2 separate regions of the Zea mays genome follow, and region 1 is linked to region 2. The links are chromatin contacts, called in public Hi-C maps. All regions are on one chromosome and are shown on one strand. Each heading gives the region's core, a stretch centred on a gene start, on an enhancer-like site or on the middle of the called end of the contact. The rest is flanking DNA. Distances are from core to core; before and after follow the strand shown. Region 1 has its middle 30 kb from the start of LOC103646919. Region 2 has its middle 23 kb from the start of LOC100273841.

Region 1 (2,700 bases), core at 87-2,586, 140 kb before region 2:
CAGGAGAGGACTAGGTGGAGTAGTGAGCCAGGCTTCACCCTACTCCCCATTTATCGTCGTTAGTTATTATCTGTAATACCCAATTTGTGATTTGTAAGAGATAATATAAAAGGAGAAACAATTTCACTTTATATGTGTGGGTTGAACCTATTTGTCATCACATGTGAACACCATCTTTAAAAAAAATAACTAATAAAAATATATGCTGATAAATTATGCATCATGCTGGATTTCTATTGTGAGTGCATTATTTGTGACAATATAAAAATAACATAAAAAATATGTTAATGTCCAAAGTGGAATTTAAATCCTAAAGGAAAATTCAAGAATCTAGAAAAAGAGAAGAAGGGAAATTACTATGTGAATAAAAATAAATATAAAAAAGTATATATTATGATTCTTACACAGATTTGAGTTTATACATTTGACTCAAAGTTGAATTTCATAACAAGACTTAAATTCAAATTAGAGATTCAAATGAAAATAAAATGAATCAAAAAAGAAAAGGAAAATATGAAAAGAAAAAAAAGAAAATCAATTCAGCCGTGTTGGGTCAAAACACCAGCCAGCCCATCTCCATGCCATTGCATGGCCCAGCTGAGAAGAGATCGCGCACCACGCCGTGGGCTCTGTGGCTGACAAGGCGGGCCCTCTGGCCAGTGGTCCACGCGCGTCGCTAGCCACTGTGATGCGGGACCCACACGTAAGACATCGCCCTGTAGATCTTCTCCCTTCACCGCGCAACAAACCGAGGTCATCACCACGAATTCCGTCGCAGCTCCAGCTAGCCCCAACCACTTTGCCCACTTCACCGGGAGATAAGTAGCGGGTTGACCCCCCCCCCCCCCCCCCCCCCCCCCCCCCCGCCACCTTCTCCTCAACTGTAACCCTCTGCTCATAGCCGATAGGATGCCTACCCATTCAAGCGCGACTCGCCGCCATTGGCGCTCCGTCAGCGTGTGCCCCGGATCGGTGCCGCTCCGTACTCCGACCTGTGCTCTCCCTCCGTCGAGTCGTCGGGGATTGATCTGATGACCTCCCTGCTGTGGGTTGGCGGCCGGAGCCCTCGAAATTGGTCGTCGTGGTACTAACTCCTCCGTGTGTCCGTTGTGTGTCGTGACCAGAGCTGCGCACTGTCGGAAACTGGGTAAGAATTCTCTTCTCGAGATCGCCATCCCCTAAATTTCATTTTGCACCCGAGATACATGGGAATCGTGTACCGATTAGTGCGTCAGGTGTCTCAACCATGGCGAGCCGACGTGGTGTTAGGCGCGGTCGCCGATGTTGGCAGTGAGGTAGGAGAACGCATCCCGATCGTTGATGCGTGGATTAAGGGTTGAGATTATATACTGCGTACCCTTTCTCCAGGTTCGATCTGGTCCGTCGATCTAGATCGGACGGATAGAAATCGATCTAGAGTAATAAAACCCTCACCGTTGAAGTCGGATCCGACGGTTAGATTCGTGTACCGGTTCAAAGTTAATAGAGATCTAATCCGGGCCGTGTATCTGAGAAAGGATGGCTCAGATCTGCCCATACCCGTTCGGTCTAGACAAAATGCAAAACAGCCCCTCGGTTTTATCAAAACCAACCCATCGTCCTGCGCAGTGGGGCTCTGTGTCTTAGGAAAAATTATCCCGAGCCCCTGGGTTTCTCTGGTTTTGTGCGCCTGATCCATGGGAGTAAGAAATCCAGGAAATTAAATAGAAAATAGATTTGTAATATATAAATAAGTGCTAGAACTTGTAAAATTCATAGAAAATTCATTTTTAGTCCAAATTAATCCATTCCAGTTTCTAAAATTTTGTAATATTATTGTCTATCACTTAGAGTCTCTGTTTTGATATGAAAACTGTAAGAAAATTAATTTCCCACTTAATCCTATTTCAAGCACATAAAACATTTGGAAATTCATAACTTAAAATCCATAACTCCAAAATTAATGATTCATGTTCCTAGGATCTTATTTTAATGTGTAGATTATTATTGTGTATTTTGTTTACATGTTTGGTGTGATGTTAATTCTCCTTTATATTGTGCTTGTTTGTATTGTGGCGAGTAGAAGAGCCGGTGACTGAGGATCCTGGTGCCCAGCCGATAGAAGTTGCTGAGCAGGAGCTCATTGAAGGCAAGTTGTGCCCTTGACCACTTTTATTACCCAACAATGTTCTTTATTATCACTTATTCATGCATAGGATTAATTTTGATGGGACCCTATAACACTCCGGGATCCACAAACACCCCGAGATGCTACTGGACTTCACTACCAACAGCCGAACACTAAGCAAAATAAAATTTGGTAGTGCCTCCTTTGTAATTATAAGCATCGCAGAAGCAAAAGAGATATATCAATACAAAATGAATCATAATAGTATGATATAATTCTCATCAAGGACAATTAACCACGAATGAACCAGTTTATGCCTACATCATACTCTAGTATGAACCTTAAAAGTCAATAACTCAAGCTAATTATTTGGTTCTTTAAGCAATGTGTGCAACGTGCCGCTACTTCCCACTCCCCTTGATAAGCATTAAGCAAATTGTTTTGATGAGATATTTAAACCACAATATGAATTAATCAACATTTTACAGGAATCTCAATTAAGAACAAAAATACTTGTAGATATAGAACTCAATAGTCCCAATATAACCAATACCATCTCATATCCTCGAGCAACCACAATAGTTTGTATAATA
Region 2 (2,700 bases), core at 118-2,617:
TTGCCTTTAGTTATTAGAACATGTGAACAAACACCTTTAAAAAGGATTAATTAGCCGAAGACACCTAAATAACCTATGCATCATGCTGGAGTTTATTTGATTGTGCATTTATAAATAATTATAAAGATAATATCAATAAAATTATATTGATGTCCAAGTTTTGGAATTAAGACATAATTAGCAAATTAGAAGTTGGAGAAAGAGAAGGAAAATACTATAATATATGGAGAAAAAATAATAATAAATATATAAATAAATAAAATTTTTCCATACAGGCATTTTCGGTTTGTACATTTAAAGGGAGTACAATTTCACAACTAAAGTTGAATTCAAATTTGAAATCAAAACTTGGAAAAGAAAAGAAAGAAAAATAAAAAGAAAAGAAAAGAAGAAAGAAAACCTAACTGGGCCCGGATCTCCATTTCGGCCCATTCTCTCCTCTCCACCGCGCAGCCCACCAGAATCCGGCGGCAACATGTAGGGCCTAGCCCTCAGCCACTCCCGCACACCAGACGCTGACCGATTGACCCCACGGGCAGACTTGCTTCGCGCGCACCGCATCCCTGGTTGCACTGTCGTGCGGCCCCACGCCTGTCAGCCTCACACACCTTGGGGCGCCGTTGACACGTGGGCCCGGAACCCTGACGACTTTCTTCCCCCTCACACCCATGCATCGTGCTTGAGTCCGCCGCCGCGGAGACCTGGGATTCGCCTAGAAATCCGGCCTCACCATTGCATCCTTGACCGATTCGTGCTGATAAATACTTCACACCCTTCCGTGCATGTTGGGTCCCCTGTATTGCGAACCAGAGCCGCGCCATCTAGAGAAGGAGGAAAAGCAGTGAGAGGGAGAGGGAGCCAACCCGCGCTGCCGCTGTAGACACACCATCGGTCAGCTCCTTGGTCGCGACGGACGGTTCCAGGTGCACCAGAGGGTCCCGCCGCATGTGTAGGACCGACTCCCGGGTCGGATTTGCTTGCCCGTTGGCGGCAATTGCTCGCAGTCGTTCGCGCGTCGACAGGAGACCGCTGCCGCCATAGATAGCTCGCCTCAAGTGCATTCGTCTTTGTTGCCGTAATGCTGAAGTTCGGTCGGATTAGTGTTTAGTGCGCGTAAATCGGGGATTCGCCTGGCCGACGATGGCGCCGCCGCGCAGTACTTGTGCGCCACCGGTCGGGGAGGCCGGAGGAGGCGAATTAGTTCACCACTGTTGATCTATTTGGTAACGGTCGTGATTAAGTCTGATGCATACCGATTCGAGCGAAGGGTTCAGAGCCGTCAAGATCCGTTCGGGCGGATCTGAGAGGCTTTGGGTTATTTAGAATCAGGGCCGTAGATAGCTGATCGAAGGCTGGGCGTTGCGTACCGGTTCGGGAGGGAAAGGATTTAATCTGGGCCGCTGGTGCTTGATCGCACGATCGAGGCTGCTCAACATCCCTCGGTCGCGTCGATGTTTTCAAACGAAACCCTAGAGTTTTAGGGAATTAACCCGCAGTCCACAGCAGGTGTATTCTGAGACTTAGGACTGTTTACGTAGAAGCCCCTAAGCTATCATTTAATCGTATGCGCGGTCCAGTGGGCAGAAAAACATAATAAAATCAATATAAAAAGTAATTTTAGTATTAAAATAATCCTATAAACTTATTTAAATCATAGTAAATTTATTTTGATTCCTTTTTAGCCCATACTAGTTTCTATAATTTGATATTAATATTGTTAACCACTTAGTAACTTTGTTTTATCATGAAACCTATATTAAAATTGCTCACTGAATTAATCCCGTACCAAACACATAAAACCTTCGGGAAATCATATCTTGAAATATGTAACTCCGAATTTAGTGATTCTTGTTCCTACGATCTCGTTTTGATGCGTAGATTATTATTATGTCTTCTGTATGCATGTTTGGTGTGATGTTAATTTCCCTATACCACGTCTGTTTGTATTGCTTCGAGTAGACGAGCCAGTGGGCAAGGATCCGGGTGTTCAGCAGGTAGAAGTTGCTGAGCAGGAGCTCATTGAAGGCAAGTTGTGCCCTTGACCACTTTTATTTACCCAATAATGTTCTCTATAATCATTTTATCATGCATAGGCTTAATTTTGATGGGACACAATAGGTCACCCTAGTTTGGTCATCTTTACACATTGTTTACCCCTAAATTTTTGGGTAGTCTTTGTTATTGCTATATATGGTTTTGGGTGTTGAAATAACTATTACACATGATCATTCGTTATTATTGTTCTATTTATGTTCATGATAAAACTATTATGTTAATTGGAACATGGAGCTTAAGTTGAGAAACACGTGCCACCACAAGGGTGGAATGGGACGCCCTTGGTTGACTAACTAGGAAAGCTAGCGGAGGAATACCTTACCCAAAAGGGGCAAGGGCAGTAGGAGAGTAGGCGTGTAGGGAGGTTCTCAGGTTGATTTTGCTGCGATGGCGGTCAGACGAGGGATTCCTGCATTGCTCTTCCTAGAAACTGTGGCGGGTTTTCTGAAGTTAGTGGAACTTTGTAAAGGCCTCGTAGTGGATCCCTAGCCATTCACCTCGGCAATGTCTAAGGGCCTTGCAAACTCAGGCTAGATGGGATACACGACTTGTGGGTACAGGTACAACCTCTGCAAAGTGTAAACCTAGTATACTAGCTGTGCTCGCGGTCATGAGCAGCTCAGGACTCTCGCACGATTAATTTAT

What was found. A called contact is a pair of places that touch in the nucleus more often than the background predicts.
Region 1: a contact with region 2 is called in a Hi-C map of endosperm, with 8 times the contacts expected there. The contact joins two enhancer-like sites. A contact is called at or near these places in 2 of 25 Hi-C or Micro-C datasets (bundle sheath and endosperm).

The regions. Positions count from the first base shown.
Region 1 is chr2:122,544,682-122,547,381 of Zm-B73-REFERENCE-NAM-5.0, reverse strand. No RefSeq gene overlaps it. Among protein-coding and RNA genes, the nearest start is that of LOC103646919, 30 kb to the left of the region's middle. Within about 2 kb of position 1,336, at least 17 of the 20 cell types and tissues checked have an H3K27ac peak or open chromatin away from gene starts, as enhancers often do. A contact at or near this core is called in bundle sheath and endosperm, where this site is marked.
Region 2 is chr2:122,408,323-122,411,022 of Zm-B73-REFERENCE-NAM-5.0, reverse strand. No RefSeq gene overlaps it. Among protein-coding and RNA genes, the nearest start is that of LOC100273841, 23 kb to the left of the region's middle. Within about 2 kb of position 1,367, at least 17 of the 20 cell types and tissues checked have an H3K27ac peak or open chromatin away from gene starts, as enhancers often do. A contact at or near this core is called in bundle sheath and endosperm, where this site is marked.